Regions from separate parts of the Mus musculus genome. Here all the other regions are linked to region 1. Evidence: chromatin contacts called from public HiChIP or PLAC-seq data. All regions are on one chromosome and are shown on one strand. The core of a region is the stretch at or near the end of the contact, and the rest is flanking DNA. Distances in the headings are between cores, read along the strand shown. Region 1 overlaps Gm20758 (predicted gene, 20758). Region 2 has its middle 18 kb from the start of Gm40763. Region 3 overlaps Gm30624 (a long non-coding RNA gene).

Evidence for each region. HiChIP or PLAC-seq counts read pairs in DNA pulled down with a chosen protein or histone mark.
Region 2: a RAD21 HiChIP or PLAC-seq map of pro-B cells shows a contact between it and region 1, with 5 times the contacts expected there. The contact joins two enhancer-like sites. A contact is called at or near these places in 2 of 15 datasets of contacts at CTCF or cohesin (the NIH/3T3 cell line and pro-B cells), 2 of 484 Hi-C or Micro-C datasets (bone marrow-derived macrophages and olfactory sensory neurons) and 3 of 115 datasets of contacts at active chromatin or transcription factors (differentiating embryonic stem cells, embryonic stem cells and large pre-B cells).
Region 3: a RAD21 HiChIP or PLAC-seq map of pro-B cells shows a contact between it and region 1, with 2.1 times the contacts expected there. The contact joins two enhancer-like sites. A contact is called at or near these places in 2 of 15 datasets of contacts at CTCF or cohesin (the NIH/3T3 cell line and pro-B cells), 2 of 484 Hi-C or Micro-C datasets (muscle stem cells and myocytes) and 1 of 9 other capture datasets (embryonic stem cells).

What each region holds. Positions count from the first base shown.
Region 1 is chr10:111,865,050-111,869,379 of GRCm38.p6, forward strand. All of the region lies in intron 2 of Gm20758 (predicted gene, 20758), which reads right to left. Among named protein-coding and RNA genes, the nearest start is that of Gm20758, 7.2 kb to the right of the region's middle. Within about 2 kb of position 2,267, at least 33 of the 459 cell types and tissues checked have an H3K27ac peak or open chromatin away from gene starts, as enhancers often do. A contact at or near this core is called in pro-B cells, where this site is marked.
Region 2 is chr10:111,652,545-111,656,874 of GRCm38.p6, forward strand. No RefSeq gene overlaps it. Among named protein-coding and RNA genes, the nearest start is that of Gm40763, 18 kb to the left of the region's middle. Within about 2 kb of position 2,482, at least 29 of the 459 cell types and tissues checked have an H3K27ac peak or open chromatin away from gene starts, as enhancers often do. A contact at or near this core is called in pro-B cells, where this site is marked.
Region 3 is chr10:111,722,502-111,726,831 of GRCm38.p6, forward strand. It overlaps Gm30624 (a long non-coding RNA gene), which reads left to right. Exons shown (of 6, transcript XR_001779641.2): 3 at 2,662-2,868. Among named protein-coding and RNA genes, the nearest start is that of Gm30624, 40 kb to the left of the region's middle. Within about 2 kb of position 2,395, at least 38 of the 459 cell types and tissues checked have an H3K27ac peak or open chromatin away from gene starts, as enhancers often do. A contact at or near this core is called in pro-B cells, where this site is marked.

The DNA of each region.
Region 1 (4,330 bases), core at 1,017-3,516:
CTCTCCTGTGGAATTAAAATCTTATTGCTTCTAGTAATCGGAAGCAGAGAGTGTGCTAACTGGTGATCATTATTGGCATAGACAAATGCAATCTTGCCAGCCTATTGTTAACATGTAGATATGTGGCTTAAACAAAACTTTAGTTTTGAAAGTCTGAACTTTCCTGTTGTTTTGAGAAATGGTAAATCTCTGCTAATACGAGTAGTATCCATTGGCTGGAGCTGACAGAGCCAAGAAGCAGTTGCTCCTGCTTCTCCATGGGTTCAGCCATTCTTTACCTCCTCGACACGGAATATCGGCAGCCATTTAAGCCTGGACCTGTGTGTGTGTGTGTGTGTTGGTGAAAAATATTTTGTTACTGAGCATATGATGGGAATCTAAAAATAAGAGAGCCGTGTGGTTATCCTCTCCTAACACCTGTTTTGAGTATCTGTATCATCTCTCGGATCTCGGAAGCACTCAGTCTGTGACTCATGGAGTAAGGGTGGAGGGATGGGAAAAATTCACAATAGAAGGGGAAAAGTGCCCTAGGAAGATACTAAAAGCAGCAAATCTGTGAGACTAAAATATTAAAACTTCAAGGGTCAAGAGCATCCAGTACAGGCTGAGTGGATTTTTAGAGACAAGGGAATATGCGAATCTAATTAGCAAAATCTGCCAAGGAAGATTCTAATCTCTCCTGGTGATTCATCTACGTCTGAGCCCTGCTGCTGACAAGAAGAAACACAAGTCAAGGATTTGAAAGGGTATGGGAGGGGAGGGGAGGAGATGGAGGGGGAAGAGAGAGGGAGAGGGGAGTCGAGGGGAGAGGAAGGGGGAGGGGAAGAGAGAGAGGAGGGGGAGGGGAAGGGGGAGGGGGAGAGAGAGAGGAGGGGGAGGGGAAGGAGGAGAGGGGAAGAGAAGGAGAGGGAAGTAGGAGGGAAGAAGAGAGGGGAGAGGAAGGAGGAAGGGGAGAGGGAGAAGGACAGAGAAAGATAAAGAGAGAGAGAGCAGTTACTCTCATCTGGAACAGTGTATCCATGATGGAACAGGGCCGCAGTGGACGCTGTCTTAAAAGGCAGTTGGGACTGAGCAGTCAGTCTAGTATGAGTTTAGCCACTCACTGGAAGATCTCAAATTCTTTCTCACTTGTGGGTCCAGCTGGCTTTGTTCCTAAGTTCAAATACAGCCTGAATCAGGGTACATGGTAACTCATGCTTTTAGTCCCAGAATTCAGGAAGCCAAAACTGGAGGACTTCTATAAGATCTAGGGGAGCTTAAGTAGGCTACACCCCTAACACTCGCAGACAAGCGCAACCCAACAACCAAGTAATGTGGGGTGTGACAATATTCTTTTTTTTTTTTTTCCAAGACAAGGTTTCATTATGTAGCTCTGGTTGTCCCAGAACCCAATATATAGGCCAGGCTGTCCTCAGACTCCGAGATCTGCCTGTCTCTGCTTCCCAAGTGCTGGCATTACTCGGTTATGACAGTATTCTTAATCTTTGAGTCTTAAGAAGTCTCATCTACTGTTACCCATGGTAAATCCTAGGTAAGTCTTAGTCTGTTGGGCATGCTAGTAAAAAAAATAGACCACAGGCTAGGCAGTTTATAGAAAATAGAAGTTAAATTTTCTTAGTTCTAGGTACTGAAGTCTAAAATCAAAAGCTTGGGAAGATTTGGCAAGCAGTTGCTTATTGATTCTTAGTTGGTACCTTCTTTCTGGGTTCCGGTATGGCAGAGGTGGGAAGAGATCTTTTCATTGGGTCTATTATTATTATTATTATTTGCAAAACCTTGTCTTGTCTTCTTCTTTCTGATGCTAGAATTCGAACCTAGTGTTTTGCACATGTTAATGGAGTAATCTACCACTGTCTCTTGGCCCAAGACTTGGATTTTATTTTATATTATTTTATTTTAAAAATAAGGGCACTAGTCTCTTTCCTAGGAATTCCAATTTCTTTTCCTTTCTTTCTTTTTTTTTAAAGATTTATTTTTTTTTATATGAGTACAGTGCAGCTGTCTTCAGACACAACAGAAGAGTGCATGGGACCTCATTACAGATGGTTGTGAGCTATCATGTGGATGCTGGGAATTGAACTTAGGACCTCTGGAAGAGCAGTCAACGCTCTTAACTGCTGAGCCATCTCTCCAGCCTGAGGAACTCTGTTTTCGTGCTCTATTTATTCTCCAAGCCCCTGCCCCTTTATTCCATCACCCTGGGGATTAGAATGTCAGTGACTACATTTTAGAGGAGTAACCACAGGCACTCTGCAAAGCAGAGGCTGGCATCCTCTCATTAACCCTTGACAGGCGTCAGGTTAGACAGGGAAGTCATTTACATCGGGCGTTACCTAGAGCTGTACCCACAGTGCTGCCAAGCATTTTAGAGAAAATTGGAGATGCTAAGTTTTAACTGTAGCTTGGTGGGGGAAAAAAAGTAAAAACTGACTCAAGAATTAACAACCGAATGTCAAATTAGAGGACTTGATGAAAAGAACCAAAATAAGCCTGCTGCAATTTCCACTAAAATACCGAACTCTTGCCCCAGACTTAAACTAATTTTGAAAAGGATTTCAACCCTCGAAGTGTCTTTTGGATTCAATAATAAAGGAAGAAGAAGAAACAAAGAGGAAAGACAGGCGATTCTTGCTTAAATGTCTCTCTCGGAAACCAAAGAGTGTTGACTTCTTTGTTCTGTCAGTTCCCCAGGGAGCAACAGAAGCTGCCGCACCTCTGCTGTTGTTCTGCCAGGAAGCAGAACACAAAGAATGGCTTCTAGCCTGGTGCAGGCAGTCTCTCTTCTTTCTTCTTTCTATTCCCCGATGAGCTGAGCCTTTAAAAACAATCTTCCCACTGTGATTCTCTTGTGTCCCAAACCACAACCCATGTTTATTCTTCATATGTCATGGTTTGTCAACGGTTTACCTTGCTAGCAAATCAGAAGGAGGGCTAATTTTAAACCCTCACAGACTGATGAAAAGGCCTCTGATTCTTAGACTGTAGACGACAAAGGTACTAAAATAGTATAAGAATAACTTTGCCCAGAATAAATATATGTGGAACATCCTGTGTGTTAAATAGCTAGGATCAATCAAAACTCTAAGACCTACGATTTTTACGATGACTGAAATAATACATATAGATAGTATAGATATATTACATCTATAATAGTATAGATATATTAGGTGCAGGAAAACTTGATTTTCCTGCAGAGATATTATAAAGTAATAAGTAGGATATAACCAACATGATATTTAAGAGGAAAATGTAGACTAGTTTATTAGTCTAAAGAGCATCTCTCTTCTCTCCCAGTTCAGCAGTCGTCTCTCCAATTCTATGAATGGAGGCCCATACTGAGTAGTTAAGCTGTCAATCTTTTCCATATGAATCATGAAACCAAGAGAAAATGGGAGATCCTCAGAAGGACCCAGAAGATGCAAGATTTTTATTTCTAAATTATGTAGGATAACAAGATGAGCAGACAAGACCATGAGAGTCTAGAGCCCATAGCAAGAAGTCCAGGGAGCTCCCGTGGGCTTGAACATGTTCTTCCACAAATTCAGGGACTTAATAGCGTGGATGGTGCTGTTAAGATAGGGGACCGTGAAGAGATGAGGCCTCTTCTTCTCTGAACAGAGCTAAAGGTTGTGAACATATGGCTCAGATCCTTGCTTGAGAAGGGGAAACAAAGAAGCAAGAACAGTAAGTGTTCAGGCTGGTGATGTGTGTGTGTGTGTATGTATCACTCAGCATCAGCAGGGTATCTGGTGGTCATAAAGGGCAGGGCCAAAGCATCATTGCTCTGACCAGGCCATTCCTCGGTGTCATTTTGGTGCTGATTCTGGCTATTTGGTTTGAACTCCTATTCTTCTCTAAGCATGTATTCAGCAATCCTGGCTCTTTTGTGAGCCCTTGACAGAAGCAGTCACACTCTCTCTTTCTCTCTTTCTCTCTCTCTCTCTCTGTTTGTGTGTGCCTGTGCCTAAATGTGAGGAAATATTATATGGAGTTGGCTTACATGATTATAGAAGCTAATAAGTCCTCTGCCTCCACAGGCTGGAGAAATTTTAGTCTGAAGCCAAAGAGGTTTGAGACCCAAGAAGAGCCAGTGTCCAGCTGGAGTCTCAAAGGAAAATGCCAATATCCCAAGACAGTCAGCTAGAAGCCTTTTCTCTTTCTTAGCTTAGGTCTGACATTTTGTTCTATTTACACCTTCATCCAATTGGATGAACCTGCCTATATTGGAAGGGAAAGCAATCTGTTTTGATCATTCTACCAATTTACACATTAATCTCATGCAGAACCACTCACAGAAATATGACAAATATCTGGACACAGAACAGACTGG
Region 2 (4,330 bases), core at 1,232-3,731, 210 kb before region 1:
TTGGCAGTTCACTTGATCTATTCATTTTGGTCATGGTTAGCTACTCTGCAGAAACCAACTACAATTCACAGAGCTTCTGTGACTTTTATAAACTTTCCATAATCTTGTGGCTTTGGGTCAACACAGTAGGCTGGAATGGGTATAGAAGTCTCTCTCTCTCTCTTTCTCTCTCTCTCTCTCTCTCTCTCTCTCCCTCTCTCTCTCTCTGTGTGTGTGTGTGTGAGAGAGAGAGAGAGAGAGAGAAAGAGAGAGAGAGAGAGAGAGAGAGAGAGAGAGAGAGAGAGAGATCATGGATGGAGCTTGGGAGGTAGGCAAACTGACTCTGTGGGTGAAATCGGACCTGAAGCTTTTAAGCTTTATTGACAATACCCATTTGTTCACACAGTGTGGCTGCTTTTGTGCAGCTAGGGTAAGTTGGGTGGTTTCAGTTGAAAGTGTCTGTCCTGCAGGGCTGAGCACATCTACTCTCTGGGCTTTTATAGAACACTTTTCCAGTCTTTGGTTCAAGATAAAGTGCTGCTGTTGTGGCTGGCGTCATATGAGCTTTTGGGTGAGTCTGGAAGATGGGGACAAATTAGGTCAAGAGTTAAGTGGAGTCCTGAAGCTCTTCTCAGTACTGCATAGCAACCAAAGGCCTGGGTTGCCGGGTAGCTGATTGCTTTCGCCCAAGATAAAATCATGGTCACCCAGTTATTTATGGTGGTTTACAGCAAGGCTTATAGTCACATTGTCTACATGGTGTTTACATTTAAAAAATTACATTTGTTAAATGTGTGTGGGGGATGTGTGTGTGTGTGAACACAGTGCCATAGTATGTATGTGGAGTTCAGAGGAGAGTTTTCAGGGGTTCACCCCTTCCACCTCGTGGGAGCCAGGGATTGAACTGAGGCCATCGGTCTTGGTGGCAAGCCCCTTTGCCTCCTGAGCCAACTCACCAGCACAGCTCATGGTCCTTGACATAGAGGGGATTTGCTGTGTCCGTGGAAATGAGCCATCGTCCCCGCTGCGTTGCAGTGCTGAGCAAATGAATCTAAAACTCAGGCTCCTTTCCCTCCAGCATGGGATGGAACTATTTCAGGATGGGTGAGAATATTCATGACTCCTCAAAAGGATGGACATTAGGACGTAAGGTTATTTACAATTATGAAAATAAATATTGTACAATTCTAAAAGTTAAGAGAATAGCTCTGGGGGCTGGTGAGATGGCTCAGGGGGTAAGAGCACCCGACTGCTCTTCCAAAGGTCCAAAGTTCAAATCCCAGCAACCACATGGTGGCTCACAACCACCTGTAACAGAGATCTGATGCCCTCTTCTGGTGCGTCTGAAGACAGCTACAGTGTACTTACATATAATAAATAAAAAAAAAAAAAAAAAAAAAAAAAAAAAGAGAATAGCTCTGTGTTGATATTGCCTTGGTTCTTAAGGGCAGGATTTGTGGAGCAGTGGGTAGGGAAGGCCATGGTGGGTCTAGCAGCCTGCACAACTGGGCTGGAAGGCTGCCTTTACTAGCACTTGTGACCTTGGGGTGTTAATTAATATCTCCTAGTCTGTCTCCTCACTTCAAAAATACTAGTGATAATACTGCTATCTCATGGGATTCTTCTAAGTCTAGAGATAAAGACGACCTTGTTAGAGCACAGTGCCAGCCATTAATTTACTTACTTACTTGAGATGGGGTCTTACCATGTAGCCAAAATTGGCCTCCACCTCTGTTTATAGCTCTTGATTGCCTTTGAACTCATAAGCCTTTTACCCCTGTGTCCCGAGTGCCAGGGTTACAGGCATGTACCTTCCTGCCAGACTGGTATTTATATTCTCTTCTGAGAAAATCCAGCCCAATTCTACAAGAACCTTAATTTCGTCTGCCGTTTCTCAAAAATCATTCCTTAATTTCCCCGGGGTGTCACAGACATGAGCTCCTTGGCTGGGTCATATGAAAACACTTCCCTGAATACGGAGAGATGCGGTCGCTCCAGCAACAGGAGTCCCGGTGGCACAGGTACCCTGCAATTATTTAAGCTAGCTACTCATATCCTCCCCGCAGAGTCTTTCTACAGAGAGCATGTGAGTCACAGAGGGAATACGGCCGTCATACTGAAGTACCGAACCATGACCTATGGCTTGCCAGTCACAAGAATGGGTCTCTGTTTGTGTTCAGTGCAAGTTTTTACCTGCTTTATTGTTCTTCTGACTTCGGGCTTGTCTTTAGTTCTTTCGACTGGAAAAGGGGGAAAAAAATCTCTGACAAGAGGAGTTCTTAAGCTGCCGTTCCAGTTGACGTGAAGCTAATTCTAACTCAGACTGTTTTGCTCCGACTGCCTCAGGGTGAGGCAAGACCCTGGCATTTCTACCTCTGTGCTTCAGTCACTTGCAAGTCTTCCTTAGGTTATGGTTCTTCCTCTCCCTTTACCGTGGGCACAGTGCCCAGGTGCAGAAACTCTCAGCAGGGAATAAGAAGGACTAAGCTAATTACCAGCTATTTCCTCTTTCCAGAGCATTGTATTACTACGGTCCCCAACCTGCTTTTACAGATGCCTACAGCACACTATGCGTGTGTTTGGGTAGATAGGAACGCTTTTGGGTCTGCTGATCATTGCAGGCTTATTGGGAGGTGTAGTTCAGATCACACATCGGCACCCACTGGCTTAGCTGGCACAGCTCAGGGACGTCTTGGATCTCTGTTTGTAAATTCCGAAGACTGTTTGTTGCAGGTTAGAGGACACCGGTTGCCAGTCCAGACACTTGATGCTTGTGATGCTTGGGTACAGAGAGCATTTCCTTCCCCAGCCTCACCTTCTCATCATTAACAAAGTGAACACTGGCCCTGGGTTATTAGCGAGGTTAGAGGGAAGTATAGGACTGTGGGGACAGTCGTGACAATTGTAGCAACATTTAATTAGAAGCAATAAGAAGCTGCCCAGTGATATTTCTTGCTTTTGGGTTTAGTTTATGTCCATGGCTCAGGACACTCATCTAAGTGCTAATAACATAAGAGAGCTCTTATCTCTGCTTCAGAAGCAGAGCACACACACATACACACACACACACACACACACACACACACACTCATACACACTCATACACACATAAACACACACACATATACATACTCACACACTCACACACACTCATACATACACACACTTACACACACACACACACACACTCATACACACATAAACACACACACATATACATACTCACACACTCACACACACTCATACACACACACACTTACACTCACACACACACACACACACACAAATGTATACACAGCCGTCAAATGCTTCTAGACAGCTGGGGTAAAGTGAGTGTGACAGGCACAGCCACAGGCCTGCTGGTCTCACTTGTGCCTTGGAGATACATGCAAAGAGTGACAAGCCCTAGACAAGATCTCAGTTCTCTCCCAGGCGAGCAGCCACCTGAGCTGCCCTGGCAGGAACTTCCCTGTTGTCTCCTTGTACAAAGGGGCCAGTTACTCAAATCATGCAGACATATCTGCCCTAGGTTTTTAATTAACTTTGCAATGTGAGTGTTGGGGATGGGAGTGGGTAGGGGGAGATGGGAAAGGTAGGTCAGCTGATGTAAGCACTCCTCCCCTTCATCCTTGGATCCAGGGAAACTAAAGGAAGAGAAAAGGAAAAGACCAGGAAGCGTCCATAACAGAAGTTGGCCTTTTCCAGAGCTCGCTTCCCCGTGCATGGAGGAGACAGTCCCAATGTCATTAACTGGAAGAAGCAAAGGAGTTACACTTTTCATCATTGCTGAGCACATCAAATGCATGGGGCCTCAGTTTCTTGCTTACAGGGTAGATCCCAAGGTCAGCAAGGGATTTTGGAAAACAAGAGAGAGAGAGAAAGAAAAGAATACTTCATGTGGTATCAGAGACATGTCTATGGCTAGGCAAGCTTGATGTCCTTGAAGTAAGATGACCTGAAAGGTTGGGAATGTCCCTGTGGCATAGACCAGGATACACCCCTATTTGTTCAACATCCCCAAGACTTCACATTGTTACTGCGGCATATCATGACTTGTCCTGACTGATACAAGCAGGAAGGAAAGGATTCATTGCTTAACACTCATGCTGTCACAAGGTGTGTTCTTACACAGAAAGAGAAAGAATGAAGAAGCAACCTATCTGGGGTAAGAAGAAACATAGAAACACAAGAAAACATCTCTTGTTTGCATTAAGCCAGCAAATAAAGTCTCTTAAATCCTAAGTTACACCTATGTTTGGGGATGAACAGTTTTTGAGGACAGGGACATCAATGGCTGTTGTGTTGGTCTGCTGGAAACACCACAGCACCAGAGTCTGTGTGGCTTAAACAA
Region 3 (4,330 bases), core at 1,145-3,644, 140 kb before region 1:
ATAGAACGCCATCCCTTTAAAGCAGTACACAATTTCACTGCATGGCTCTGCTATGTTTTGTGTGTGACTCCATCCCTTGCCTATCATGAGTAATGCTGTACTAAACGTGGATGTTAGACAACTGTATCTCTTTGATATTCTCTCAGTTACTTTGAATATGTACAAAGAAGTAGAATTGCTGCATCCCCCGGTAGTTCTATATCAGTATTTCAGTGGACAGCTACACCAATTTCCATAGCAGGTGCCCCATTTAACACTCCTCACACAGTGACATGGAACTATAGTTTCTTAACACCTTCGCCTCTGTCTTCTTTCTGTCATTGTTAGAAGCCGTTCTAAGGGTGTGAGAGAATGATTGCTTTTAGCAGGCTTTCATGTGTCCTGAAGGAAGTGGGCAGTGTTGACTTCAGGCTTGACACAGACCAAAATTAACATTAGGTTTTGGTTTGAACCATCTTGTGGCATCTTGCAATCCACTCACAGACCCCATCAGAGTAGTGCATCACCTGAGGGATGCTGTTGGTAGAGTTGTGGCTACCTTCTCTCTCTCCTGCTCTGAGACCAAGGTGAGCCAAGCTCATGATGCAGGTTTTGAGGATTGCATGCTGATATCTCTGGATCATGGACTTGCTTATGTTTCAGACTTTAATTTTTTCTCCTGAGCATGTCTACTGTGTTTTGTCTCTCTCAAATGCAAGCATGGAGCATGGCTGTTTCCCTTAATTTTCCAGAAGGAGCCCTGGCTCAAAGTTCTGATACTTCAAAACACAGAATCTTAGCACTCACTTTTCAAAAGGTCCTTGAGTTGTTTGACCTCAGTGCCTTTGTTATCCTTGCTTCTGGGTCTTGCTACAGCTAAATTCACCATTTTTACAGCTCCCTCCCTACCCCTGTTGCTTTATTATTCTTGCTTTGCCTTCTTCTCCCTCTCCCCCTCTCTTTCCCCTTCTCTCTCTTCCTTCCCCCTCCCCTCTCTCTTTCTTCTGTGTATCCATGTACAGAAAGGTGAGAGGACAATGTTTTCCACCACTCATGGGAAAACCATCTACCTCCCTTGAGATCACATTTCTTATTAGCTTAAGGCTCCCTAATCAGGTTAGACTTGTTGGCCAGAGAGCCCCAGTGATCTTTTATCTCCGCCTTCTCACTCCTGGGTTTACAAGCTCATGCTATTACACTTCACACTTTTCTGTGGGCTCCAGAGATTGATCATGCTTGCAAGGCACAAATGCTGTATGGTTGGGGTTGCCTTCCTAGTGCTTATGTCTGCCTTTTAAACTCCTATTCCCCCAAATCTCTGTGCCAGACAATCTGGAACCATGTGGGATTGATTGGGACTGATGGGATCTTAGTCTCAGGCTCATGTCTCCTGCTTCTTCCCCAAGGGCCAGCTGAAACGCAAAGACCCAGCCCAAGCCTCTCTCCAGATTTAATGGTTTCTAGAAACATTCGATTGTGCCCAGCCTCCTGAATCTAGTCTTTCTTCCATACTTCACAGTTCCCCAAATGGTGTGTTCTGTCATTATTATGTACATCCAATCAAACCCCTTGTTAGCATTTTGTCTAAGCTCTGCCCCATGGTTACCTAGCAACAGCCAGGTGTGCCTGACTCACTATAAAAGGGGCTGCTTGCCTCCTTCACTTTCTCTTGCTCTCTTGCTTTCTTGCTCTGGTTCTGTCTTCTCATCACTTCCCCCTCTCTCTCCATATGCTCACAGCTGGCCTCCTCTCCCTCTTCCTCTCCTTCTCCTCTCCAGTGCCTTTCTCTGTCTACTCCCCTCTCAACTCCCCTCCCCATGCCCTGAATAAATTCTATTCTATACTATACCATGTGTGGCTGGTCCCTCAGTGGGAAGGGATGCCTCAGTATGGGCCCTTGGAGGCACACCCTTCCCCCGACACCTGACTGCACATCCATCAAACATTCTCTTTCTCCTTATCTTTTTAAAAACACAATACTCCTCTATCCCTTACAGATCTAAATCTCAAAATATTTATCTAGGTATCATACTAACTACCAATCTACAAGATCTTGATGGGTAGAGATGGGTAGAGATCTTGGATTTTCCTTTAGAAGGTCCTTTAGAAGAACACATGTGCTTCTGTAAATGCCCTGAAAAATGCCAGGTTAGGATTGCCAGCAACCATGATAAATGCTTTAGGGGTGGTATCTTGGCATGGTTGAACCTTGAAAGAGCTGGGATTCTGATAAATGTGTTCCCTTTGTTTTCTCTGGGCAGTTAAAAACAGTGCTAGCTGCGGGCAAAGTCAGAAGCTCTGTTGATTTGTGGCTCTGCTTTTTTTTTTTTTTTCCCCAAGGACTCTTTGCCCTACCCACTGAGGACATACTTCCTGTGTCCCCATGCTTTCTAAGTTGAACAACTGTTCTGTGCTTTGTTCCCTTGCTGTGGTTGCTGTTTGTGGCACGTCTAAAAGGGATGTAAAACCCTGAAGCTCTCAGCTGTAATAATATACCCGTTGACCCCACCTACATGGTTGAGACCTCTGCTGCCCCTCTCCAGACAGATGTCTGAGTGGGGAATCTGGCCTGAACACCAAAAGTTGTCATAGAAGTCACTGTGAGTGACTTCCTCTGACTATATATGGATGGCTGGAAGTGGTGTTATGAAACTAATCCTATAATCCTTTTCTTCCTAACAGAAGAGCAGTGGAATGCTGTGGGCCGGAGAAACTCAGGCAGCTGGCAGTTTGACTCTTAAGCACCAGCATGGTAGACACCAGCCTCCCCTCTCAGTCCTGCGGGCCGTGAAGTGGTGATAATAACACACTCTGAGCAGCTGGAGATTTCTCTGGAGCCAGACTACAGGGGAGACCATGAAGAAGAAAATACAGATGAAACAGGAAGAGGTAAAAGCCTAGAGTTAGAAAAACTTCTGAAAATATAGTAGTCGGATATGATATGTTAACAGAAGTTATTGTAGCTATCTGGTCTACCTCAAAAGAAGCTGTATATATAGCAACGGAGATGATTATCGTCTTGTTCTATCGTAATAAACTTGTGACATTCCTTGTCTTCCTGGATTCCCCATGCCCCACACTTTCCTTTCCCCTGGATGGCTTTCACCACTAACAGACTCCTGCAGGCAACACGTCACTGGCTCTGTCATTACTAAAAATTTCTGTTCTATTCAAGACTAGGGACTATGTTTTGTTCATCAGGGTGGCCACAAATAGCATAAAGTAACTTTTTTATGTCTTTCTTAGCCTAAGACTGATTTATGTATTGGTAAAAGTGCTTACTTGGGATAGGGACTTGGATCATTCAGTGAAGTGTTTGTATTGCAGGCACCAGTAGGGTGAGTTCAATATTCAGAATCCATTGGTTAATAATAATAATAATAATAATAATAATAATAATAATAATAATAAAAAGCTGGGAGAGCTAGTGAAGTCATGAATCTTAGAAGAGACCTTACAACTGCCACTGCACTGAACCAGCAGAATCCTTAACTACATTCTAAATATTTGTCCTTATACCCATAGATGAATAGTTCTTTGCTCTCACCAAGGAAACGTCTCTTTGCAAAAGACAGAGACCATTACAGAAAACTACAAGCAACCAAGATACCCAGTTATTGAGCCCAGACCCAATGAATACTTCTGCACAGGCTGGAGGAACATTGCAGAAGAGAGGGCAGGAAGACTGTAAAAGCCAGAGGGTCAGGCAGTTTGCTCTGAGATTGTGTCCTTCAGTCATGACAGAAGTATCACCCAGAATCACACAAGCATGTCTTCCTAAATATAAGCTCAATAAGGACAACAATAATATGTATGCCAAAGTGGATGGGGAAAGACCATGAGGTCTTTACATAAAGAACTATAGACTAAGGAATGCTGAGAGTGGAAGAGTCTTCCCCAGGGAAGATCACACAATGATTATTCAAAACTAAACTGGTCAGCCCTGAAAACTTATACATAAAAATATAGTCTACAGACTGAGCAGGCTGTATTTATGTATTTAGGATATGTATGTATGTAATATATTATATAAATATATATGTGTAGCATATATAATATATACCTTCCTAAATACATAAGGAGAGAGAGAGAGGGAGGGAGAGAGAGAGAGAGAGAGAGAGAGAGAGAGAGAGAGAGAGAGAGAGAGAGAGAGAGAGAAGAGGCCATGGATTTGAAAGAAAGCAGAAGGGGTGTACAGAAGGGTTTGGAGTGAGGAAAGGGAAGGGGGAATTAAGTGATTATATTATAATCCCATAAATAAAGAATTACAAGTAAATTTGGTTGTGGTGATGCATGCTTGTAATCTCAGCTCTGGAAAGGTCAAAACAAGTGTAGCCCTGAGGTTCACTTG